Linked DNA regions of Mus musculus: all the other regions are linked to region 2. The links are chromatin contacts, called in public HiCAR-type and promoter capture Hi-C maps. All regions are on one chromosome and are shown on one strand. The core of a region is the stretch at or near the end of the contact, and the rest is flanking DNA. Distances in the headings are between cores, read along the strand shown. Region 1 holds the start of Pgk1 (phosphoglycerate kinase 1). Region 2 holds the start of Abcb7 (ATP-binding cassette, sub-family B (MDR/TAP), member 7). Region 3 holds the start of Atrx (ATRX, chromatin remodeler). Region 4 holds the start of Cox7b (cytochrome c oxidase subunit 7B).

Region 1 (6,233 bases), core at 281-2,780, 1.8 Mb after region 2:
GCGCCCAGAGACCTTGCCATCCACCGTGGAAAAGAATCTCACCAGGATTCAGAGTGGAGAGTTAGCTTGTTAATAAAACAGAAAGACAAAATGTAGGGTCAGTGAGATCAGTTAGCAGGGAAAGGTGCAGACCTCAAAATTTATGGCTTTTTTTTCGTGTGTGTGTGTGTGTGTGTGTGTGTGTGTGTGTGTGTGTGTGTACTTAAATATGTAAGGACAGCCTTCTCAGTCTGTGTAAAGTCGCTTGTATGTATCCGATTTCAGACTGCACTACTGCTATTGGATAACCATGGGGGCTCTCAGCATTCCTGCAGTCCTTTGTCTCTTCCATGTCACGTGGCTCCTGTTACCCAGTTCTTTTTCCGTCCTCTGTTCTCTTAAAACTGTTTCCCTTTCCTGGACCTGTCTCTCCTCTCCATGTATATGCTTATATAAAAAGCTGCATAGGATAGAAAACACATGGTATTGTCTTTCTGAGTTACTTCACATAATATAGTAACTTCCAGAGGTGCTTTGGCCAGTCACTCCTGGATATCTGCCAGTGAGAGAGGTGGAAAGAAAAAACCAGGAGAGTGAACAAGGGCTTCCATTTCTCATGTGCCCTTCAATTTCCTAACTAGTTGTCCTGTCTCAGACCGTCAGGCAAGCACTTTACCACTGAGCACCGTCCTTAGCCCAAATGAGTGTCAGTAGAGATTTAAAGTTTTGTTTTTGTTTTTAAACAGTGCTGGAGATTGGATCCACGGCCTCTGGCCCGCATTTTACCACTGAGCTACACTCCCAAAGCAGTCGAAATCACAGTGGCCCAGGATTGAAATGATCACTTAGATGCTTTGCAGTCTTGATAAGACACTAAATCTTTGTCTATCAGTTACTTCATCTTTAATAACAGAACGTACTTAGGAATTTTATGAGCATTGTTAGTTAGCATGACACATGCTATATGTATTCGTCATTATGAATAATGTAACCACAGCAATTACATTGTACTTTTTATTATAAAAGGGGGGAGGGGAAGGCCTGGTCCTTTTTTAACTTCTGAGAGGTTTCGATTACTAAGTAAGACCTTATGTAGACTTCCATTTGGGAGCTGAGAAAGCAGAGGATTCCAAAAGGGGATGACATTTGCAAAGGTCTAGAAAAGGCGCCTGGGAATTCTACCGGGTAGGGGAGGCGCTTTTCCCAAGGCAGTCTGGAGCATGCGCTTTAGCAGCCCCGCTGGGCACTTGGCGCTACACAAGTGGCCTCTGGCCTCGCACACATTCCACATCCACCGGTAGGCGCCAACCGGCTCCGTTCTTTGGTGGCCCCTTCGCGCCACCTTCTACTCCTCCCCTAGTCAGGAAGTTCCCCCCCGCCCCGCAGCTCGCGTCGTGCAGGACGTGACAAATGGAAGTAGCACGTCTCACTAGTCTCGTGCAGATGGACAGCACCGCTGAGCAATGGAAGCGGGTAGGCCTTTGGGGCAGCGGCCAATAGCAGCTTTGCTCCTTCGCTTTCTGGGCTCAGAGGCTGGGAAGGGGTGGGTCCGGGGGCGGGCTCAGGGGCGGGCTCAGGGGCGGGGCGGGCGCCCGAAGGTCCTCCGGAGGCCCGGCATTCTGCACGCTTCAAAAGCGCACGTCTGCCGCGCTGTTCTCCTCTTCCTCATCTCCGGGCCTTTCGACCTCACGGTGTTGCCAAAATGTCGCTTTCCAACAAGCTGACTTTGGACAAGCTGGACGTGAAGGGGAAGCGGGTCGTGATGAGGTAATTCCGTACTGCTGCCCTCAAGCCCTCGGGGCCACATTCTCTCTGGCCGTGGCAAGCACGGTTTTCCCATCACCTTAAGTTGCACTTATTTTTCAGCTGGGTCTTGGGGGTCCTGGGTTTGGAGGTTAAGGCTGTTCCTCTCACCTCATTGGGGCGGAGACTGTGTCTGAGTTTGCTTTTCTGCGTCCTAACTGCTTCTAGCTTAAAAAGCGACCAAATGTGTCCTTTAGGGAGTTGATCCCACTGATAAAGGGCTCAGATTCTCAGGACTCAATCTTTTTCCCATTTCTGAAGTGCAGTTTCATCTCTTGTAGCGAGAATGGACGTAGTACTTATCCTGCAAATCTCTAGGCCCCTGCTGAGGGACCTTGAAAGGTCATTTAGCTAGTTTCCCTTCCCCCAAGATTCTTGGACCATCCGTGACGAATCCGAAACCGCCCACGTTTCATTGGTCCTGGTACAAATGATTTCTTTCCCAAAAGATGTTGCTCAAAGTCCTCTCGAGTGGAGGTCCCTCTCCCCAAAGAATTGTGGGTGGGAGGGTGAGGCCCACTGGATGAAGCTCTGTATGGCTTATATAACAGGCCTCTGCTGCCCTACCTTGCGGTTGGACTCCTGGCCCTGGGGTTTGCATCAGGATTGTGACACATGCAGGGTGTGGCCGCCGGGAGTTGGAGGCCTGTAACCTCACTCGAGAGGTGGCTAGAGAAGCAGGATGTCAGAACTGAGGAAGGCTCCCACGCACGTGGCACATGTGGGTCCCAGGTCACTGACTTAACTTGGCTTCTCCCTTACCTGAAAGAATTACTAGGGTGTATGCGTCTTCTCCTTTTTGCCTTTCATAATGTATACTTTTTTTTTTTTGCCAGGAGTCAAGGATGATGGTTAGATACATAACTGATGGGCCTGGTTGTTCATGTAACAACTATAGGACCCAAGGATGGGAATTTTTAAGGGCCATTGATGGTCGCAGTGACTGACTACTCTGCCTGCTTGACCTTCTTTGGAAGTGGATGACTGATTGGCAGTAATCCTGGTCCCTTTGAAGATTTGGGCCAGTTCAAGTGAGGGCATCCTTTAGATACTAACACATGTAAGGGAACAGAGGTTCTCTGGCTTCTGTACAGGCACTTATTTTATCGTAGCCAATATTGGTAGGTGGCCTTCTCTTCCTGGGCTGATATCCAGAACCAACCCACTGTATTATGTTCATGCAAAACACTTAATGTTACCCCAAATGGGATAGAATAATCAGGATGGAGCAGAAATCCCAGCCACCCTAATCATAGATAAAGGGCAGGTTCTAGCTAACTTTTCATTCTGTTCTAAGGACAAAAGATTCATCCTGTGAGGGAGACAGGCACTACTGGCTTGAGGCTGACCTTTTCAGATGCATGCAGCTGCTCAAAGACAAGACAGTGGGCCATTGTGCTGGTCACTTTTGTGGGATGGCAGTTTGGGATTTTATGCTATTTTCTACAGAGAAACTATCTTAAAGGAATTAACTCCGGTTGAGGGTGAGACAGGAGGCAACAGTTCTCTTTTGCCCCAAATCAAGCTTCATTTAACCCAGGTTAACCTTTAAGCCTGGAAAAGACTGGCTGGCCTCCTTTGGCTGATGGAAAAGGGCGCTGTGAAGGTTATTGAGGTCTAGAGAATGTAGCAGAGGCAGGACTAGGATTTGGGTCTCTTTAGCTCCTTGAGCCTGACTCAGGAACAGGTTGGGATAGACTTTATCTGTCGAGTTTGCAGTCCTGTATAATATGGATACATTGTACTTGGTTGGTATTTAGGCCACAGTGGTGAAGTTGCTTGGTTTCCAGATTAATGCATCTTGCATGGGGAGTTGCCTTGTAGGCTTCTGTGAGGAGTCTAGGCAGCCATGCCTGGGTGAGCTCAATACCTTTTTTGTTTCAGTGCCTTTTGTGGTAGTTGCTGGCAGTGCTTCAGAAATGGGGCCTCCTGCATCCTGGGCCCGTTCACTCACCTCCTTTCTGCCCTGTAGAAGGGTGCTCTTGTTTTCTGACTAGTCCCTTGCTTTAAGTTGGCAAGGGAAGTTGATTTGTTGTTGGTAACTTTTATTAGTTTTCATTGTGTTGGGGAATCTAACACTAGCCACCTTGTGCCTGAGCACCCTACCACTGAGTCACCCCAGTTCCTTTTGGAGAAACTTTAAAATAAGCCAGAAACACCAACAGGTTCCGCCTCACTCTAGTTGATTTTACAAGGCTCTGTGAGTACATTTCCTGCTGATTTTTGTCATGTCATTTCCTTTTCACCCATAGGTCCCTAGTCATCCTTTGCTTGCTGGCACTTCTCTTTCTTGTACGTTTTCTTCCCTCAACCTCACTGGTTTTCTTTTGGGACTTTCGAAGCAACAGCTCTGGTGGGAAGAGGAAAACGGAGAGCAGACACCATCGTACTAGCAGACTTTAGCAATCAGTCCACAAGGCAGTGGTGGGCATGGTTCCTTCCCATAGTTTTAGTAGAACAGGGCCTGGAATCTCGAGATTTCAACAAAGACGTGATATTCTAATTTAATGTTCTCTATATAAAGTTTTTGTTTTGTTTCTTTGCTTTGTGTTTTTGAAGTCCTGGAACTCACCAAGTTGGCCTGGAACTCTTGCCTCTGCCTCCTGCGGGGTGTGCTGTAGCCACCACCATTCTGCTTTGAAAAAGTTTTATTTTGGAGTAATTATGGAGTTGTAAAAGATTGCAAAGACTGCACAGAAACTCAGTTTTTCCCAGTATATACGTATTTAGATGTATGTATGCTCAGTATATATGTATATATGTGTGTGTGTATACACCACGTTCCCCACCCCCAAGTGAACAAGTGATTTGTGTAAGGAACGTTGTTCCTGCTTTGGAGTCTTCAGGAGAGAAGCTAAAGGCCGAGTTGTAAGTCTAGGAGAGAGTGAAGGTCAAAGGCAATCAAGAGGTCAGTGAGAACTAATCCAGTTTTCATCGGTAAGCTGATGTCATCACAGCTTGGATAGAAGCCACAGATGGTTGGATATTTTAGCCCAAAGGCATTCATTCCTTCTTGTAAGGTTCTGGGTGCAGGAAGCAGCACTATCCACCCTGTGCAGTTAACCCTTTTGTCTATTATCTTCTCTAGGAGGCTGCAAGAGGGGGAACTCAGTCCTGGTAATGGGATATTGGATCTGCTGTGGTCTGCACTTTAAGGCTGGCAAGGGCCTGCTCAGGATATTTAAAGAGGGTGCCTTAAGTGCCTGAAACCAACTAGAGTGCATTTCTTTTTTCTTTCTTTCTTTCTTTCTTTCTTTCTTTCTTTCTTTCTTTCTTATCTTTCTTTTCGAGACAGGGTTTCTCTGTATAGCCCTGGCTGTCCTGGAGCTCACTTTGTAGAACAGGCTGGCCTCGAACTCAGAAATCCACCTGCCTCTGCCTCCCAAGATTAAAGGTGTGCGCCACCACACCTGGCTTAGAGTGCATTTCTTTGTTCAGAGGCACACTGCCTTTTAATTTTAAATCGGAATCAAGAAGTATGTCCCTCAAGCTCCTTTGTGCGGTAGATTGGTCTTCAGGGTAGAGAGGAAGCCAGTGACCTGCAGGGTTTGTGGTCACTGCAGACGGGAAAGACCAGTGAAAATGGGAAAGATGGAGTTTCATAATCAAGACCAGTGGCAGTCTTGACCCCTCATTGCAGCCCCTTAGTGAGTGGTACCAAAAGTAATGCTTTTATTATCGTTCTTTCAAATAGCAGTTATAGTTTGGGGAATCAATGGCATATAATAACTAACACCAGTGTGATACTAGGTGGCACTTCTAAACCTTTTAACATTTATAACTCTTAGCCAGATACTATAATCATTTCACAGATTTAAGAAAAAAATAATGAAAAATGTCTTGGGTGGATGTCTTGGTATATACTTGATCTTAGTATTCATTCAGGAGATGAATGAAGGCAAGCTACATGGCAGAAAAATCTCTCAAAATCATGGCAGACACAACTTAGTAAAATCACCACCCCGTAGGAAAGGGTTCAGAATCGGTTCCTAATGGTAAAGCAGGACTGGGGGTGTCGTGCTCAGGTCCCTGGGTTCAATCCCCAGCACCAGCACAAAAAAGAAAGGCAGTCATCTGTTAGGTCAGAAGGAGCATCTTCATTGTATTAGCTTGTATTTTCTTGATCATATGCCTCCCACTTATCTATTGTCAGTGGGCCGAGGCACATCTCACTCATTTTCCCCCCCTCAGGTTTTTTTGAAAGCCACTATTATCTAATATTGAAGTATTGTTTTGCCTATTCAAGTTCCAATCAGGCATTCTCTAGAAAGAAGGAAATTCTCTTGCTGTGTTTTTTTGTTTTTGTTTTTTTAAAATTTCTTTTCTTTGGGGAATGTTATCCCAAGGAGCCAGAAGCAATATCAAGATAACTAGAATCAAGGGGCGTTACTTATTACCTGTTCCCCACTCAGACTGCTACAGAGACCATCACACTAAACAGAATTAAGCTC
Region 2 (6,402 bases), core at 2,389-4,888:
GGGAGACTTCAAGCAATTGATGAGTCATCCAGACAGAAACTAAACAGAGAACAGAGCTAACTCAACTTATAATTAACCAAACGGATCTAGCATATTTACAGAACATTTCACCCAAACACAGAAGAATTTACCTTCTCAGTACCTCATGAAACTTTCTATAAAATTACCATACTCAGACACAAATCAAATCTCAATAGATACAAAAAAATTGAAATAGCACCCTGAATCCTCTTACTACCAGATTAAATCTAGATATCAACAACAGAAAGCTTATAAACTCATGAAAACTGAGCAACTCTCTAGTGAATGAAAAAGAACATGTCAAGACAGAAATTAAATTAAAAAAAAATTAAAGGTTTTCCAGAGTTGAGTGAAAATGAGAACACCATATACCCAAATGCATGGGACAGAATGAAGTACCTACACAAGTACCTACCTAAAAAATTGGAGAGCTCTCATACTAGTAACTTAACTGAAGGCCTACAGCAAAAGAAGAAATCACACCCAAAAGGAGTAGACAGCAAGAAATCATCAAGCTATGTGGCTGGAGAGTTAAGAGCACAGGCTGTTAAGAGGACCTGGATTCAATTTTCAGCCCCTACATAGCAGCTCACAGTGGTCTATAACTCTACTTCCAGGAGATCTGACACCCTCACACTGACATGTTTGCAAGCAAAACACCAATGCACATAAAATTTAAAAAAAAAAAAAAACATTTAAAAGGAAAAAAAAAAAAAAGAAACTCAGGACTAACCCTAACCATGCCAGGTACGGTGGCACATACCTTTAATTCTAACACTTCATGAGCTAAAGGACAACATGGTCTACATATCAAATTCCAGGTCAGCCAAGGCTACTTAGCCCATTAAAAAAGAAAATCCAAAATGATCTTGTATATCCAAACCATTATTTGGCCTCAACAAATAATGTAGTAGACACATGTGCCATAATTAAACAACCCTTTAAAAATAATGCAAAATGAAAGCAACAGTCAAAAAAGGTCATATACTGAGAGGTAGGGTAGTGCATTTCTTATAATCAGTTCGTAGACTGATTATGGACTAGGCTACATAGAAGGTTTTCAAGTCCAGTCAGCCTTAGTTACAGGAGACAATGTTTTAAGGAAACAACATCAAACAACGAGACCACATATCAAATAATCCCATTCATATTAAATGTCCAGAATAGACAAATATATAAAGAATGTATAAGTTAGTGGTTGCTTAGACCTGGTCAGAAGAACAAAGGCATAAAAAGACAGACAAAAAGCATGTTTCTTTTTGAGGCAATTGAATGTGGCAATGGTGGTATATATCACTGATTATGTAGAATCCATTAATATGTCCTTTTAAATGGATGAATTACAAATGAATACAAGGTGTTGTTGAGTGTCAGGATTAATACAAACAGAGACGGTTAATGCTAAAACATGCTAAGAAAGTACATGATACTGCAATATCTACTATTTTAAATGTTAATAATATAAACTACAACGTATATAAAATTCATGCAGTGGGGATGCAGCTCAGTGATAGAATGCTTGCCAAGCTTATATAAGGCCTTGGGTTTCATCCCCAGAACTGCAACATGATTTATAAATCTTTTTAGTAGAAATACTATAGTCCAGAAGCAGCTGTATAAGGAACTATACAGTTTTAAAGGTATATAAAAATCCTCTGGTTTTAACAATAATTTTTATACTTAAGGTGTTTCCCACCATTAATAGTATTCGTCATTATTAGTACAAGTCAGCATTTGCTGTGTCCTTGGTGACTACGAGAGTATTATTTCATAAGTACCTGACACAAAGAAAGCAATAAATGAATGAATAGCCTTGAAGGCTTTCATTTATCAATTTTTGTGGCTTAGTTTCCTCATCTGCAAAATTAGAAGGGCTAGATATCATATTCTTTAAAATCATATTGTTCAACAGCTTTAGCTATGTTGTCAACACATCCCAGCCACACCTGGCTATTAAAAACCTGGAATGTGGCTAATAGGCCGAAGAAACTATTTTTTTTTTTTAATTTTAATGGCCGCAACAAGCGAGTGGCTATGAATCTAGAGCATAATGCAAAAAAAAAAATACATTTCATAGCCCATCTCAGTAATCACATTATAGGGAATATGTGAACAAAAGTTCACAAAACTATTCATCCCTTAATATCCGAAAAACCTAGAGTTTCTTTTCTATATTACTTTATTTCACCTAAAAGAAAAAAAAAAGTGCTGATCTAATCACTGACATTCCATAGCATTATAGTACAGACTCTTTCCATCTCTAAAATATTATTCTCTATACTAATAACAAGTGTTCAGGATGCAAACTATGCCAATTACTCTAAACTGATCACTTACATCCATGTATTAAATATCACACCACACTCCACAAATATACACAATTATTTGTCGATTTCAAATATTTTTCAATTTTAAAAATTGTACAATCCTTGTCACTTTATGCCTGTCATCCCAGTACTCGGTAGGCTGAAGCAGGAGGATCACACACTCAAGGCCTAACGAGACTACAAAACAAGACCTTGTCTGTAAAAACCAAACCAAACCTCAACCCTTGAAGGCCTAACTGTATGCTTCTCTTGACTTCTGTTATCTAAACAGTGTTTATGATTATAGTAGTAGTAGACATTAAATATTTGTTGACAGGGAGTCATAATTTAAGAAACTGCTTTCCAAACAAAAATGACAGTATGTTAAGGTTATACTGACGAACACGTGGTGGCAATTAAAATATTGCCAATATATGAGGAAAAAAAACCACAAACTGAAGTACAAGTACCACAGACGATTTTTTAAAACAAACTCTTATTGAATGAGCTAATGGTAGCCAATATTCCAAGGTAGCATAATCACTGCCACACTAAGGGAATGCACAAAGAACGTAATTGAATAGTCATAGCAAAAGATAACAAAGCGTCTGTCTTCGAGCAGTGTACATTTTGGAGAAAAGGATAATTATGGTTTTTGCCTCCGAGGGAGCTCGCCTGTCAGTTGAGGGAGTTAACGTACCAATTAAATGTGCTACTTGTTTATAGGTGGCGTTCTGTCCTGTTGAAGTGCACTCGCAATTGCATACTCCCGCTTTAGTACACTCTGAAGCACGGGCCGCTCAGCACCAAATTCCACGAGGAACTTTTGGAAGCAGCCCCGTCTGCCACCCACTTAGAAAACAAGCGGCAAAGCCCTACAGGACGCCGGCACTGCAGGTGCCCCGTGCCTGAAACCTCCCGGCTCTCTGCTGTCCCCAAACGTGTTCTTCCTCTCCGCCTCCAATTCCTAACCCTAACTTCCTACCCTCGCCGCCACTCTTGAGCTCGCCCTGACAATCTTCCTTAGGCGCGCTCCCTCTGACCTGAGGTCACAAGGGCAACCCTTTCCCTACCAGGTTCCCCTGTCCTTCACCCTGCTCTCCCAAGCGCGCGGCCACACACCTGGGACAGCCGAGCGCTTCCTGACGCGCCGCGCTGGGACGAACTCCATCGCGGGCCTGAGCCGCACATGGAGACTAGAGCCCGGGTCAGAACTGCCGAATGCTTGTGCTTTTCGAAAGCGACCGCCGCGGCTGCCCAGCGCCAGGAATGTATCGCGAGCAGCGCCATCTTGAGCGAGGAAAAAGGAACCGAGAGAGGAGGATTGTGGGACGCCGGCGGACTGAGTGCCGCGGCTTTCATTGCTTTCTCCCCTCCCCCCGCTCGCGCCCGACACCGGAAATAGCTTGTGTCTGAAGATGCTTGTGCTTAAGTAGAGCTTTACTCTTTTTCCCCCCAGTGACTCGGGCTTTTTCTTGCACAGCCCAGACCATCAGACTACCATTGTTCTTCTCTCTTAGCGTTGCCAGATAAAATACAGGATTACCCACTTAAATGTTATTTCAGATAAAAAACAAATGATTGGGATAATTATGTCCCAAGTGTTGCTTTGGTAAATATGACAACCCTATCTTGTCTGCCATTCGATTCCTTTCTTGTCTCCAACTCAATGCCATGCTCCACTCTGCATAACTCTCATTCTCCCTGTGCATTAACGTTGAGGATTAAAGTACAGACAAGTTTTCCCCTGGAGAAGGCTTCACAAGTGAGAGTCGCCGCCTTCATTGTAAAACCTTTTATTTTCCTGATTTGCCTTTGGTCTTTTGCTGTTGGGACAAGGAGCTCTCGGGGTACACACATATTTCATTCCATTAATTTGCCTCCTTGTAGCTCTTCCCTTTGGTTTCTTCAGAGTCCCTTATTTAAAAACTGCTAGGTGGATGGTAAGTGAACATGTTATATAGTAAACTGCATATTTAAAGACACATTTGTATTATTTTGTCAGCACTATAATCAAACCAAATACCATGGAAATATGTTTACAAGTATCTGGGTGGGAAACAATTTCCAAATATAAATGCTACTTGAAAACCTGGAGTCAAGAAGGTACAATTTCATTAATGCATTCTCAAAAATCTCTCCTTAAACACTTCTCTCTCTCTCTCTCTCTCCCTCTCTCTCTCCCACTCTCTCTCTTTCTCTCTCTCTCTCTCCCTTCTCTTTATAAAGGCCTGGCTACTGTGGAACTTGGAACTTGCTATGCAAACCAGGCTAGCCTCAAATTCCAATGTCCCCCTGTCCTTGCCTCTGGATTGCTGGAATTAAAAGCAGGCATAACTACACCAGGCTCATTTTCAAACCTTTTACACAAGGCAGGTAAGTAATCTTGAATTAATTCTGTAGAAGCATTATAAACTAATGAGAGATGTCATGACAAAAGACAAAAGATATATATGGCCCATGCAGCTAGCTTCACTTTCTTCTGAGATCCATATCACTCACCAGGTTTCTGGGGAAGAAGATAATTAGAATTTCAGATTAAAGAGGCTGACTATCCCTCCATACATGTAAAGAAGATGGCTATATGAAAAGAAGGAATTCATAAGAAAACTTTCAGGCTCAGGAGTCCAGAAAGTGTATGGCAAAATAGTAGGAGATGGAACAGGGTGAACAGAAACTCTTGATGGCAAAATAGTAGGAGATGGAACAGGGTGAACAGAAACTCTTGATGGCAATTTTGTCTTAAGAAATTAATGCTGTGTGCTGCAGCTATTGAATGCCTTAATCAGGAGAGTAAAATGATCATACTTGTATATCCATCAAACTATGCTGGATTAACAGTATTTGGCTTAAGAGTTGGAAGTGTTGGATTAGAAAAAGGTTCAGTGGCCCTATAATTAGTCATGAGTTACCATCTGTATGAATAGGAATTGAACCCAGATCCTTTGCAAGAACAAAGATCACATTTAGCAAGATCACATTTAGCAGTGTGCCCCTAATTGCTAAACCAAGTCTCCAGCCCCCATTGCCTACTTCTTAAACATAAAACTAAATGAAAATTTCAAGAAGCCATGTAGAATCCTATATTTCAATCAGAAGAAGATTTTAAATTTATGAAATACCCACATCTGATACTATAGATAATTTCTCAAAATCTGGGCTTTTACTAGAAATACCAATAGGTACTATTGACATAAAGCAACATTATTGAGGTCTTTAAAGATTTTGTTTTGTTTTGTTTTTTTCTAGACGGGGTTTCTCTGTGTAGTCCTGGCTGTCCTGGAACTCACTCTGTAGACCAGGCTGGCCTCAAACTCAGAAATCAGCCTGCCTCTGCCTCCCAAGTGCTGGGATTAAAGACATGCGCCACCACGCCCAGCTTAAAGATTTATTTTTTAAGGTGATAAGAAATTAATTTTTCTTCTGAAATGAAATGAGAAAAAAATACAGGAATTGACTTGACAAACACACAAATTGACTTGACACTGTTTTTCCCTCTTCTTTATTGAGAATTTCATAAATACATACATATAATGTAGTTTGCTCTAATCCCCCACTGTCCCATTCCCTCCCCTGCAAATGTTCCCCTATTTCCACCACTTCTCTCTGCAAACTTCATGTGCTTGTTGTTTAAGTCCATAGTGCTGTCTATATGTGCAAGGGCTTAAGACCATATACTGGAACATGGGCAGCTTCTTATGGACCACATATCTGAAGAAACCTGGCCCTCCCTGCCTCAACAGTTAACAGCTGCCACTTGGTCTCCTACTAGGAGCTGGACTTCCAAACCATTTCCTTCTTCCATGCTGGGATTTTGTCTGACTTGATCTTGCACAGGACATGTGCATGCTGTCCCAAGGACTGTGATGTCATATGTGCAGTTGTCCTCTTGTGTCCTCACCTGTGACTTTTAGGTTATTTCCTCTTCCACAGCAATCTCTGAGCCAGTGGAGGAAGGCATGTGGTATGGATTATCCCATATAGGGCTGGTCACTCCATGATATCTTATGCTCTGAATGTTAACCAGATATGTTTTAATCTCTACTGCAAAAAGTAGAAAAATGACAAGATTCTA
Region 3 (6,985 bases), core at 2,881-5,380, 1.5 Mb after region 2:
CTTCCGAAGGTCCTGAGTTCAAATCCCAGCAACCACATGGTGGCTCACAACCATCCATAAGGAGATCTGACTCCCTCTTCTGGAGTGTCTGAAGACAGCTACAGTGTACTTACATATAATTAATAAATAAATAAATCTTAAAAAAAAAAAAGAAAGAAAGAAAAAGAGCATTGGCCTCTCTTCCAAAGGGCCCAGGTTCAATTCCCAGCACTCAAAAGACAGCTCACAACTGTGTAACTCCAGTCCAGGGGATAAGATGCCCGCACGAAGACTTAATACAAAACACCAATGCACAGAAAATAAAAATAAATAACATTATTTTTTTTAAAAAAAAAAAAAAAGGAAGTTAGTCCCAAGGAGTTGGGTATTGCTGTGACAGACTTGACCATGCTGGTTGCTGGAGGACTGTGGAAGAGTTTGGGGCTTTGGACTAGAAAATCAGTTGGTGGCCATCCCTATTAGGAGCTTGGGAAACAGTGCTAAAGGAGATTTGAACTGTGTGACAAGTCAAGTTTCAGTGCAGGAGAATACTAGTAAGTAGCCTAGAAACTATTGGGACATTTTGTCCTTGTCCTAAAAACCAGTCCAAAGATAAACTGAAGAGTTTTAGATTAATGCCATTAGCAGAGGAGATTTTAAGACAGATGAATATTGGCCATACTGACTGACCTAGTGTGGTTATTAGTTATCATTCTTATGCAGATCTGTAATGAAAAGGAGCAAACTGGAAAATGAGAAACATCAAGTGTACAGCTTCAAAGGAAAAGATGAGCCAGGGAGTATAATGGAATGCCGTTCAGTGCTCAGAGAGATACTAAATACAAAGTTTAAAGACAAGCCCCAGGCTAAAGGGAGTCCTCGGGGCGAGACATTCCACCCAACTGCATTTCCTCTGCTGCAGCAGAGAAGGAAACCAGGAACAACAGGAAGCTGAGGCAAATGTAACTGAAGGCGGGAGACCGGGTTCCAGCCCCAGCAAGCAGCAGAATTTGGCAGCATTGGCCACGAGGTTCTGGAGACACGAATGGGATTATGGAATCTCCTCTGTGACTCAGAAGTCACCGAAGGCCGCCTGGTGGGAGGGGTGCCCGTATGTGGAGACCTAGAGAGACCTCAATATGTTGGAGATGCCAGAGTTGTGAGATACCTTCAAAGGGAAGCTGAAGACCAGGCATGGAACCAGCCCAAGAGAGAAAAGTGTGAGGCAGTCAGCAAAGCTGAAAGGAGCCAGGAAACGGAAGTGTTCCCTGCCATGATGATAATGAACTAAACCTCTGAAACGGCAAGCGAGCTGCCAATCATATGTTTCAATCAGAGTAGCTGTGGTCATGGTGACTCTTCACAGTAACAGAACAAGTAAGAAAGACACATCTCCTCCAGCCCACACACGTGTAAATACACAGACAAAAACATAATTAGAAGGAAGATACACCTTTAAAAAGATACACGTGGACTGGCAAGATGGCTCAGTAGGTAGGGAGAACCTGTTTGCTGCTAAGACTGGGAACCTGAGTTCTAACACCTGCACCCATGTGCTGAAAGGAAGAGCACACGCTGACCTCTGTAGGTAGGACTGTCTGTTTTCTCTTTCTCTTTCTCTCTCTCTCTCTCTCACCTGGTCAATTTAGTGAAACTGTTTCAAAATAAAATGCAAAAGGAGGGCAGACTGCAGCCTTAGAGAGTAGTGAGTTAGCACAGAGGCACAAGATCACCATTATGGAAAAGAGAAGGGGAGGGAGGGTAGCTCAGTTGGAAGCATGCCTCCTTAACACATATAAGAGTTCTGGGCTCAATCTCCAACCTCGCAAAACTCAGCATGGTGCCACCTGTAATGCCAGCCCTGGGACGTTTGTGATTACCCTTCAGTTCAAAGCCAGTTTGGTTTACATATCTCAAAATGAAGGCAAGAAAGGAAGGATGAAAATCCAAATCCAACCTATGTATTTTTCCTTTTGCAACAGCCATCCGATGTTGAGCAGGCTGGTCTTGAACTTCCTCAGCCTCCTGATAGGTAGAGGATACAGGCAACACCTGTTTTCTGTTTGGAGATTTTTAGCTTTGAGTCAGGCTGGTTTCAAATCCTTCAGTATCCAGCTTCACCATCCACAAAGAAGCAACTATGGTTTTAAATACAGACAACTAAGACATGAAGTAAAACCTAGAAGTCATACTGAACTGTAAGTAAATGAGCATGAATGCCTGGTATTAACCAGCCAATACTGCTCAATATTCCATTTAAAAAAAAAAAGATTTGTTTTACTTGGGTCAGTTAACACAAATTCATAAAGGAAGACAATGATCTTTACACAACTAAGTGCCTGTATTTTAAGAACTGAAGTATAAGCCGGGCGTGGTGGCGCACGCCTTTAATCCCAGCACTTGGGAGGCAGAGGCAGGCGGATTTCTTAATTCGAGGCCAGCCTGGTCTACAGAGTGAGTTCCAGGACAGCCAGGGCTACACAGAGAAACCCTGTCTCGAAAAACAAACAAACAAACAAACAAACAGAACTGAAGTATATTTTCCCTAAGTAAAGAGAGCATCGATGCACTGTTTGCTAAGGTAGAAAATAATCGGATAGGCTCGTTCTCAAATTCTACAATCTAAAGTGCTCAAAGCCATGATGTCCTAGTCACCCAACGGCACATTTTGCCAATTACAGATGCAATTATGATCCACGCTACCTATAATTTCGTTTTGCCACTATTCACCAAGCTTGCATCTCATTCGAGAAGAAAAATCACCGAATTCAATCTTGGGATAAAAGGTCAAATATCAAACTGCCTAAAAAAGCAAGGTATCTGCATAAAAGCGGAATCCATTTCAGATTAACTACTCCAAACAATCAAAAAGCAAATCAGAAACGCGTGGAAAAACAGCCTGAATCGTAAACGTATTTGATCGCTAACATCGGGCCTGGGCTCTCTTCTACCTTTGCAATAAATCTTCTGGTGAATCCCCGTTAACCCGCTCCACATGCCTCGTGGAACAAATAAATAAAAGCACGATCTAACTACTTCACGGAACGTGTCCCAAACCGCAGGGGGTAACAACAACCGATGTCCCGTCAAAAACCGGACTTCTCCTGCAAAGTCGTCGGCCGCTGTTCTCAGAAAGCAAAAGCCCGCATTGGGCTGCCCGCTCTCCGTCTCAGCCGCCCAGGGGTCCCCAAGATAACCCTCCAGGATCTGGAGTCGGGGGGCGAAAAGGCACCTTCTAGAGGTACCTTCCGGGCCCGGCCCTCCTACCTCCAATGCTCGGCTCTCCTCTCGGAGCCGCGGAGAGCTGGAGGACTTCCAGTGGAGGCGACCATTGGGGTTCGCTAGTTCCAGGATCTCACTTCCTCCCGCCGCCCCTCCCCCTCCCCATCCTCCGCCCCTCCCCCTCCCCCATCCACCTTCTCCCCCCCCCTCCCCCCTCCTTCCCCACGCAGTCGCTAGGCCCCGAGATTCGAAAGACTGACCGCAAGCGTTCGGTGGCCCGCGACACCCCCCGCCCCCAGGCCTCGACGCCGCGGGCACGGAGGCGTGAGCCGAGCAGGGGCTCCCGGCTCCGCAGCGGCGGGAGGCGGGAAAGGCAACGCGCGCGCCGCATGCCGCCCCCGACCGACACACACACAGACAGACAGACAGACACACACATACACACATAGACACACACACACACACACCCCAAGCCCCAGCTGGGGCTTCCCACCGCGCTCCCCCAGCCCCGCTCACCTAGAGGGAAAACGATGCCGCTGACCGCGAAGCCGCGCGCGGGCCTAGGGCACCTAGCGCACGTCTTTGCAAACACCCCACTCGAGTGGAAGGCGCCCGGGAGCAGAACGCCGGGGCCCGTGACAAGGGCTTGCGTTTTACCTCATGGGCTCAGCGGTCATGTTTTTGGCTCGGACGGCCGCTTGGCTTGGCAACCCCTTGGGTACCGTTCTGCGCTCCTCGGCGCCAGTGGCTGAACGAAAAGTACTGGGATCTTAGTAGTCACCGCAGATAGTGCTGGATCGTCCTCCCAGCTCAGAGTCCGCTACCGCTGCTGCTGCTGCTGCTGCTGCTGCTGCAAGAGCCACGGAAACAAAGCAAGGCCTATGCCGACGCCATTTTGTTGGGCCGAGGCTTGGGCAGGAGAATTGGCGCGTCCTCCCTCTTCCTCTTTCCGTCATCTATTGGCTACCTCTGCCAGAGCTCAGTGTCTTATTGGCTACGGAAATTCACCTTCTTTGGGAGCCTGTTGCTAAGGCGGTCGACGTCATTTGATCCCCTCCACCTCTTCTTAGTGGGGTCCAGTTCAGTTACTGCTGACCTCAAAGTGTCAGGGATGTATCTTGACATTATCCTGAAAATGCGCTCTTGGTCCAACCTCTCTACTTCCACATAATTGGTGAAACAATGACACCCCATTTACGTTTATTGAGAATTTACTATATGTCGACCACTACACAGATCCTTTATCTTAATCTCATGCTTGAACCATCCAAAGTAGGCAGACCTAACATTTTAATGGGTGAGGATACCAATGCACAAGTTCCACATTCAGCCAAACATCCATCCTTGCGGGGAGGGTGGACATACATTCTTATGCTGTTTTAAACCCAAGGCTTTGTGCATGTTAGGCAAATACTCTATCATTGAGCTATGTCCTAACCCCTCCCCCACATGCACACTCTTAATCATTAATCTCCATAGCCACCCAAAATATAAATATTTTCTTTCCTATTTTATAATATTCTTAATTTTTCTTCTATATATTTCATTATAATATTCAGCTTGCCAACGCTTACACGTGTGAATTTTTACCTTTTGTGGAAAGAGAATGAGAAAAATTCTAGCTATACAGTCCTGACTAGGCTGCAACTCAACATGTATATGAGGCTGGCCTCAAACTTGGACTGTCCTTGCAGCCTCCCAAAGTGCTTAGAAGACAGGTGTACCCCATCATACTTAAGGATACTTACAGGTATTTATATATATATGATCAACTGGACATTGACATCTAATTCTTTTGATATTGAACAATCTTGAAATTGTCACACACAGGTCAGCCATTAGTTCAATCTGATATGATTGGGGGTATATCTCACTTACCAACTGATCCAAATCGTTTCCCCCTCATTTCATTTTTCATTCATAATCTCTGCAAATCACAAATAAGTTTTCTAAATTTGAAGTTTCCAACTTTGTGCCCACATTTATTCTGGAACACATGTTCATTCCCTTTATTTTGTTCATTCTGTTTATTTTTCCTGAAATATGCAACAGTTTTGGTCATGCTTAGATGTCAGGGTTGCAGTTTTGGACTAGAATGACAAGAGAAGAGTCTCTTTTCAAACAATGCATTCCAACAATCAGACTAGGTTTTTGTTTGTTTGTTTGTTTGTTTGTTTCCGAGACAGAGTTTCTCTGTGCAGCCCTGGCTCTCCTGGAACTTGCTCTGTAGATCAGGCTGGCTTTCAGCTCAGAAATCCAACTGCCTTTGCCACCTGAGAACTTAGACTAAAGGCATATGCCATCACACCTGGCTAACTAACATATAAAGATTTGGTTTTTAAATGTTGTATGTATGTTTGAGAGAGCCTGGATGTATATATGTACACAAGTCCTCACACTGCAGAAGAGAATGTTGGACCCCTGGCACTGGAGTTACAAGCAGGTATGACCTACCCAATGTAGGTGCTGGGAACAGCAAGTGCCCATAATCACTAAGCAGTCTCTTCAGCCTCTAATATACATTTTTTTATGTCTTTTCACAGTACTTCTATTGATTATTTGGAATTTGACATTGTGAAACCCCATCGCACTCACTTCCTAGTCCTCTCAAGTCTGCCCTCCCTGGAAGAAGGAAGGGAGGAGGAGGAGGAGGAAAAGAAGGAGGAAGAGGAGGAGGAGGAGAAGGAGGAGAAGAAGAAGAAACAGAAGGAGGAGGAGAAGGAGAAGGAGGAGGAGAAAGAGGAGGAGAAAGAGGAGGAGGAGAAGAAAACAAGACCAATTTGTGTTATCCATAGCCTGGTCAAACTCCCAGTGGCCAGCCCTTTAAAGAAAACTGAGCCTGTCCCCCAGATGCCATCTCCCACACCCAGAAGCCATCAAGTATGGAGAGCTATATACGTCAACATCATCACAATTTTAAAGAGTTCTCTTGGATAGCATACATTTTTGATGAACAGAAACTTGCAACATTTCAAATAATTTTTAAATGTTCAAGATCCACTACCAACTGTGGAAATCAATCTTCTGTTGTTCAATAATGTTCTTCTTTTGTGTTTAATATATTAAATATTACTTAAACACAATTTACAGAAGCCATGTTCTTCCTCCTTGAGAAATGAAGTTAACCTGAAAGATCTATTTCATCACAACAAATATCCTTGCTATCTAACAGACACAACTATGGAAAAAATAGTAATTCATCTATTATTTTAATCTGAATGAATTTTGTTTGTTTGTTTTGTTTTTGGGACAAGGTTTTGTGTAGCCCAGACTGGCCTCAAACTCACTATGTAGCTGGAAGTTTAGTTTTAATTGCCACCACTTTGACACAATGACCTGGGAGAAGGACCTCTAAGGATGACTGTAGGGAATTATCTTGATTGTATTAACTGAGGTAGGGAGACCTTCCCACTGTGGTTAACACATTTCCCAAGGCTGTGGACTCTCAACTGCGTAAGAATGAAAAAATGGAGCTGAGCATTAAGCATGCAAGTATGAGTTCATTTCTCTCTACGCCTGACTGTAGATGTGATGTAACCAGTTGTTTCCAGTTCCTGCCACCTTGTGTAACTGTATAACCTGGAACTGTGAGACAATTAAACCCTTCTTCCTTAAGTTGTTTTTGTCAGAACATTTTATCACAGCATGAAAAGGATGGTCTTGAACTCCTGGCTGAGACTCTGAGCACTGGGATTACTGGCATTTGCCTCCATTCTGTATTGTTAGGGGTCTTTGTTTGTCTGTTTGTTTTAAACATCATTTTACTCTATAGCCCAGTGTGTGA
Region 4 (6,926 bases), core at 3,458-5,957, 1.6 Mb after region 2:
CACCTGTAACCTCAGCACTTGAAAGGCAAAGGATTGTCATGAGGTCAAGGCCAGAATGGGCTATAGGGGGGAGAATGCTTCAAATGAAACAGAACAAAAAAATAAACAGAAAGGAATACGAATATTGTATGTTTTCTACATCTCAAAGACTGCCTGTTCCATAAATTGGGGGGGGGGGGCTTAGTTTGCTCTTTCGTGATTGGTGTCCGTCACCAAATACAGACGTTTTACACATTCTGAACGCTTGAACACGGGCATGAAACTGGCATCATCTCACTCATCTAATTTTTCCACTCCTGGGTTGACATGACAGACACATGTCCGAGAGAGCTACATATGGTCGGCAGCAGAAGCTTGCATTATTATATCCTCTGGGTAGCAAAACGAGCTCCTCAGCCCAACACCCAAAGCGGTCCAAACTCCAGGAGTGTCACTACTTGTAGCTGCACGTTCCCCAGCTGCTGGAAGCGAGGTGGTCACCTACTCCAGCCTGCTTTTGAATGTGAAACCCTACAATACAAGAAGTTGCAGCTCCCGCTTTTGTGAAGCCAACTTCCTCCCAACCGCGGACTCCAAGTCACGCCCAGCACAGATCCCTGGGAAGGGGCGAGCGGACCCTTTCTAGCCCCAAGTCGAGAAAGTCCCTGCCGCTGGCAGGCGCCGCCTCACCTCCTTCTTTCTTTGGGCAGAGGCCGAAGGAACCTTGGAAACGAGCAGCAGTGCCACCGCTGCGATCGCACACACAGACCAGAACCACCTTGGCGAGGCCATGTTCACGCTTCTCTCTTGGCGGCGGGGCGAAACTTTCTTCCAGCACGGTCCGAGGGTGGGGCGTGAGAACGGGCGAACCGAGCCCTTGCCGCTCCCCATTGGCTCGGCTCAGCCCTGCCGCTCGACCCCTCACGTGACCTCACGCTCAGCAGACGCCCGCTTTTAAAAAAAAAAAAAAAGTTCTTTTCCGATTGGTTCCCGGGAGCCAATCGGAAAAGGATAATCTGGAGGTTTCTTATTGGTCCGCTGAAAAGGCTGCACCCTTTTCCTACGTGTAAAGACATCGCGCTCAGCGAACTTTTAGTACACATGCGCAGGTTTGAAATGGCGCTGAGGTTTTTTTTTGTTGGTTTTTTTTTTTTTTGAGGCACAAAATGGCTTGTACGTTTAAAAATGGAATCATCATCTAGAAAGCGTTCCTTCCTTTAGAACTGTTTGATTTTGAGCTGGCCTAAGTAACAAAAGCCTCTAATCCACGCATTTTGAATGTGAAAGCAAGAGCATCAATTGTTCAAGGTCATCTTTGGCTCCATTGTCCGGATCCCAGGCCACCTGATTAATGTAAGATTGTCTCAAACATAAAGGAGCCCTCGTGATTTCTCCCAGCCAAACTCCCAGGTTTGGGAGGTGGAAGTGGAGGCAGGACGATTAGGAATTCAACAATTCAAGGAACCTTCAGAGTTCCATTCTAGCCAAGTCCAAGGGAACTACGTGGTCTAAAGCAGAAGCTTGCATTATACCCTCTGGTAAGCAAAATTAATTTCTCAGCCCAAACCTCAGCGCTGACAACACCCAAAACATCCAAATATCTTACATCAAAAGTGGTTTTGTTTTGTTTTGTTGAAATTTGCTCCTTTAGTATAATACTCTGGGACAGGTGCTGGAGAAATGTCTCAAGGGTTGAGAACATTTAACTGTTTTTGGGAGAAGACCCTCCCGGGACCGGCATGGTGGGTAACAGCCTAGTAGTCCCAGGAGATCTGATGCACTCTTCTGATCTTTACAGAGACCAGGCACACACCCATTGCATGTACATTCACGCTGCCACCCCCCCACACCAATCTTTTTTTCAAGCACATACTATTCTTGAAGATGGCTTAAGTACTGTTCCTATGACTGCAACTCCTGATGAAGTTGCTTTGGTCAGGGTGTTATAACATGGCAACAGTAACCCTAAGACATTGGGGAAATATAGATCAGTTGATAGGACATTTAACTGTTATTTGTAAACACATAGGTTTAATCCTCAATATTTCCTCAGTATACACACAAGCGCGTGCACACACACACACACATTATAATTTGGATTTATTTATTTATTTATTTTGCAGCACAGGGCACAGTAAAGGATTGAGTAAAGGACCCCACACAAGCTGGGCAAGCATTTTATCACAACTACATCCAAAGCCCAAGGTGCATTTATTTTGAATGTGTGGAACATACTATGTGATTATTCTTTTAGGTCCTGCTAGAAAGCAAAAACCCCACAGAATTATAATAATTCCACTATTTGGAGAGTTAAGGAGATGATTGTTGAAAGGAAAGTAACTGCTTTAAAAGAGGGACGGGCTGGAAAAATGGCTCAGTGGTTGAGAGCAGGCCCAAAAGATCCTGAGTTCAATTTCTGGCCACCACATGGTGGCTTATAGCCTTCTATAATGAGATCTGGTGCCCTCTTCTGGCCTGCAGGAATAATGCAGGCAGAATGCTGTATAAGTAATAAATAAATCTTTAAAAAAAAAGAAAGGAAAGTAATTGGTCTCCACATAAAGAGATATGAAATAAAATGAGCCTGGCGGTGCATACCTGTAATCTCAGTATTCAGGAGATAGAGGCAGGAGGATATCAGGGATTAATGCCAGTCTAGGCTGCATAGGGAGTTCCTCCTTGAGCTACAAGAGACCCTGTCTCAAACAAAACAAAGCAAAACAAGACAAAACAAAACAAAATAAACAAAAAGACAGATGAGAAGAGAGCAGAAGAGAGACAGACAGAGAGAGACACACAGAGAAAGCAATAGCCACATGTGGTGGCATACTCCTGTAATCCCTGCACTTGGGAGACTAGAGTGGGAAAATCCCAACTTTGAGGCCCACATAGGTTACATGGCGAGTCCCTGTTTCAAAGGAGAGGAGAAAGTAGGATATGAAAAAATTAAGCTGGGCCTCATAGGTCAGTTTAACTCCTACTTGGGAAGCTGGGGTAGGAGGATTACAAGTTCAATGCCTGTCTCTCTACTTTAGAGTGAGTTAACGGCCCATATGAGCCACTTGGTGTGAGCTTACCTCAAAATTTAAAAAGAAAAATTTTTAAATGGTTAAATTATTAGGTATGTCAGCTCACACCTATCATCTTGGGAAACTGAAGCAGGCAGCTTGCCAGGAGATTGAGGCCAGGAGTGGCTCCATAGTAAATTCCAAGCTAGCCTCTACTACAGGATGAAATCTAGTCTCCAAGAAACAAACACAAAAATAACAAACAAGGGGCTGGAGAGATGACTCAGCAGTTAAGAACACTGACTGCTCTTCCAGAGGTCCTGAGTTCAAGTCCCAGCAACCACATGGTGGCTCACAACCATCTGTAATGGGGATCTGATGCCCTCTTCCCGTGTGTCTGAAGACAGCTACAGTGTATTTACATATAATAAATAAATAAATCTTAAAAAATAAACAAGCATACCAAATAAGCATGGTGGTTTGAGTATCTCTGTTTTATGCTCACTCAGGTTGCTTTAGGCATATGAACTGCAGTGGTCATACAGACACAGTGTGGTAAAGAATTACCAATGGATACAAAACATAGTGGATAGAAGCTTATGCAGAATAGGATAGTCATTATGCATTGGAGTTACCTTTTTTTTTTTTTTTTTGCACACATCCCTCCTTTCCACTCAAGATACTTTTTTTTTTTAATTACAAAGGGAAAGCGGTGACTTTAAAGTGTAGAAATCTGGTATGCAGTGCTTGGATTAAATGATTAAGTTCATACTATTACTGAATGGGACATGCTAAGATCCTATACCTTTTGATAGGATGCTCTAAAAAGCAGAGTTTGATTTGTACATTATTTATCTAATCATGACACTAGAGAAGCTAAGGCAAAAGAATTGCAAATTCTAGGCCAGTCTGGGCTACATAGTAAGTTCTAGCCAGTCTGGGTTACATAGGGAGACCTGGCTTACACAGAGTTTCTTTTTTTTTTTTTTTTTTTTTATTTATTATTTATTATATGTAAGTACACTGTAGCTGTCTTCAGACACACCAGAAGAGGGCATCAGATCTCATTAAGGATGGTTGTGAGCCACCATGTGGTTGCTGGGATTTGAACTCTGGACCTTTGGAAGAGCAGTCGGGTGCTCTTACCCACTGAGCCATCTCACCAGCCCTACACAGAGTTTCTTAAGAAGATACATATATAGTATTCTTGCCAGATGCACATGAACTGGAATCCTTAGGGGAAAAAGGTCAATTGATCTCCCAGCACTTGGGAGGCAAAGGCAGGACTTTTTCTGTGAGTTCCAGGCCAGCTTGGTCTACATAGAGAGTTCCTGGTCAGCCAGGACTAAATAGAGAGGCCGTGTCTCAACTCCCCCACAAAAATTCCAAAAAAAAAAACCAATAAAGGTAAAACCAATTAATGTAGGTAATAGGAGACAGAATGTGAAAAATTTGAAGGGACTGTAATTGGAAGTGAGACACTAGATCCAATCCTCTGGAGTTTTAGCACCATTTTGATGCTGGTGCCTTATGTAAGGTCGGTGTCTCAGCTCTCCTTTGTAGAGTCCGAAACCTTTGTCCAAAGAGTTAACCTCCCTGCTTAGTAAATACTACTTTATGGAAGCCATCAAGCTTGAAACTACATTTCCCAAAGACCTTCCTATTTCCTCGCAGGAACTAGGATGACAATTTCTATAGGTCAACCCCTAAATCTCGCGACATCTCACCAATTCTCATTTGGGCTCCCTGCTGAAAGCCATTTTGTTTTTCAGGACGCTTTGCAAGGGTAGCTGGGGTGAATTTGCACCAAGGCAGCAGCATAGTCGCCGCAGTTCCATCTTCGTCTCCGCGATGTTGCCCTTAGCCAAAAACGCACTAAGCCGTCTCCAAGGTGAGCAGATAATGTGGGCGAGTTCTTTACAACACCCGGGATCCGGCTGTCCTCGTGCTCTTCTGCCCTCTTCCTCCGCCCCAAATCCTGCGGGTTTTAATTCTAGGTGCATGGTCCCCTGCGTGGTCTCCAGTCACTGGGAAGGGAAGCTAGCCATAACAGAGGTAGCTGTGACAGTGGCTTTATCATCCTGTCCTTGTGTTCCTAACCTCGTTATGCATTCTCTTTCTTCAGAGACCTATGATTTCCAGGAAGAACGCTTTGGCGGACACCTTGCTCTTTTAGCGATGATCTAAATTTTAGCTCTGGGAGTGTATTTACGTAGAAGAACTGATCTCCTACAATAACGGTGGTAGGAAACTAAATCTACCGCATCTGGATTCATAGCAAGGGGTTGAAAACCTTAAGCCTGGCAGCTTTGAAGAAGTCATCTGTAGATTATTAACGGAATATTAACTATAGCGAAAACAATCATGGTCATTTTTTTTTCCTGCTTTAAAGTTAGGCAAGTACGTGGAAACTTGAGACTAGCAGTATATATGGAAAATACACTGGACTGGAAAGAAAAAAATTCATTTTTGTAATTGCTTTACCCTGAAGGTGACCTTCAGTAATGTGAATGAAGGTGACCTTACACAATACTTACTTGCTTTTCTAGCCATGGATTTAGTTTTATTTTACCTTTAGATCACATGCTGTGTTCTAAGTACTGAAGTACTTTGGGAATAATTGAAAAAAAAAAAAAAGAAAGAAGCCCAACTGATCTTTCATCTGCTACAAGCTGTGTTTATTATTTCTTTCACTTTGGACAAATGATTTAGCGTTATAAACTTGTTTTTGTAAAACAGAGGTTAGTAAGTAATACCTATGTCAAAGACCATTAACCAATCTCTGGTCACTAAACTGGGTGGTTTTGTTTGTTTGTTTGTTTTTAATTTTATTTTGGTATAGAGGGGAGATCACTTGGTAAATCAGAGTGTTGAAACAACAGTTGTTTGGTAATCTCAATTTCTTTGATCTTTAAGTGACTTAGGGACTTTTAAAAATACTGTAGGAAAAGTTTTTTTATCATTTTTTTTTTTTTTTTGAGACAGGGTTTCTTTGTGTAGCCTGGCTGTCCTGGAACTTGCTCTGGAGACCAGGCAAAAAGATGATTTTTTAGTTTATTTTGTTGTGTTTCTGTTTCTCATACTCACCCTTTTAAATGTTCTGGAGCAGAATTGATTATGGAATGTTTATGAATTTGCTTATTCCGGCTGTGGCTGTTTTCTGAGGGAGGGTCTCAGGTACACTAGGTTGGCCTGCCATTTTAATCTGTAGCCAAGGATGTCTTCAACCCCTGATCCTTGGCCTCCATTTCCCAAGTGCTGGGCTTGACAAAGTCCTTCCCACCTTTATAGACCTAATTGTGTTTGCTTCTGAAGTGTTAGCAATCAAGTCTAGGGAATGTTAGGCAAGCACTACACCAATCCCGCTACATTTATTTCCCTGGGTGTGGCTGGTTAAAGGTGAAAGTGGAACCGTAAGTAAAGCAGCTAATATAATGGTTAAGGAATTATTAGGATTATACCACATAGAGACCATTGGTGGTGGTGGTGGTGGTGGTGTTTGTTTTGGGGGTGAGAGAGGATTTGATAGAATTTGAACCCAAAGCTCTGCCACTGAATCCAGGCTCTCCCCAGCCTGAAACATTAGTGAGGGAACAGCAGTTTTGTCTTACCCTGCAGCCCAGCCTGGCATGAAAATTGAGTATAGTTTTCAACCTTACCCTCCCAAGTACTGAGAGAACAGCTATGAACCGCTGCACCTCAATTCAACATTGCTTTTTCCTCTGTGTCTGTAAGTACCTTTAAAGACCTTTAAAACAGGGACTGGCGAAGTGGCTCAGCGGTTAAGAACACCAACTACTCTTCAGAAGGTCCTGAGTTCAAATCCCAGCAACCACATGGTAGCTCACAACCATCTGTAATGAGATCTGATACGTTCTTCTGGTGTGTCTGAAGACAGCTACAGTGTACTTACATATAATAAATAAATCTTTAAGAAAA

Evidence for each region. Promoter capture Hi-C pulls out the DNA fragments that hold promoters and counts their contacts. HiCAR-type assays count read pairs that join an accessible place to other places.
Region 1: a promoter capture Hi-C map of liver shows a contact between it and region 2, with 4 times the contacts expected there. The contact joins the promoter of Pgk1 here to the promoter of Abcb7 in region 2. A contact is called at or near these places in 1 of 39 promoter capture datasets (liver) and 1 of 115 datasets of contacts at active chromatin or transcription factors (astrocytes).
Region 3: a contact with region 2 is called in a promoter capture Hi-C map of liver, with 2.9 times the contacts expected there. The contact joins the promoter of Atrx here to the promoter of Abcb7 in region 2. A contact is called at or near these places in 3 of 39 promoter capture datasets (erythroid cells, liver and pre-B cells).
Region 4: a HiCAR-type map of astrocytes shows a contact between it and region 2, with 6 times the contacts expected there. The contact joins the promoter of Cox7b here to the promoter of Abcb7 in region 2. A contact is called at or near these places in 3 of 39 promoter capture datasets (the C10 cell line, erythroid cells and liver), 1 of 115 datasets of contacts at active chromatin or transcription factors (astrocytes) and 1 of 9 other capture datasets (liver).

What each region holds. Positions count from the first base shown.
Region 1 is chrX:106,185,570-106,191,802 of GRCm38.p6, forward strand. It overlaps Pgk1 (phosphoglycerate kinase 1), which reads left to right and starts at 1,531. Exons shown (of 11, transcript NM_008828.3): 1 at 1,531-1,746. The coding sequence starts at 1,682.
Region 2 is chrX:104,410,208-104,416,609 of GRCm38.p6, forward strand. It overlaps Abcb7 (ATP-binding cassette, sub-family B (MDR/TAP), member 7), which reads right to left and starts at 3,639. Exons shown (of 16, transcript NM_009592.1): 1 at 3,450-3,639. The coding sequence starts at 3,617.
Region 3 is chrX:105,925,242-105,932,226 of GRCm38.p6, forward strand. It overlaps Atrx (ATRX, chromatin remodeler), which reads right to left and starts at 4,131. Exons shown (of 35, transcript NM_009530.2): 1 at 3,859-4,131. The coding sequence starts at 3,878.
Region 4 is chrX:106,010,993-106,017,918 of GRCm38.p6, forward strand. It overlaps Cox7b (cytochrome c oxidase subunit 7B), which reads left to right and starts at 4,708. Exons shown (of 3, transcript NM_025379.2): 1 at 4,708-4,878. The coding sequence starts at 4,839. It overlaps Magt1 (magnesium transporter 1), which reads right to left and starts at 810. Exons shown (of 10, transcript NM_001190409.2): 1 at 670-810. The coding sequence starts at 771.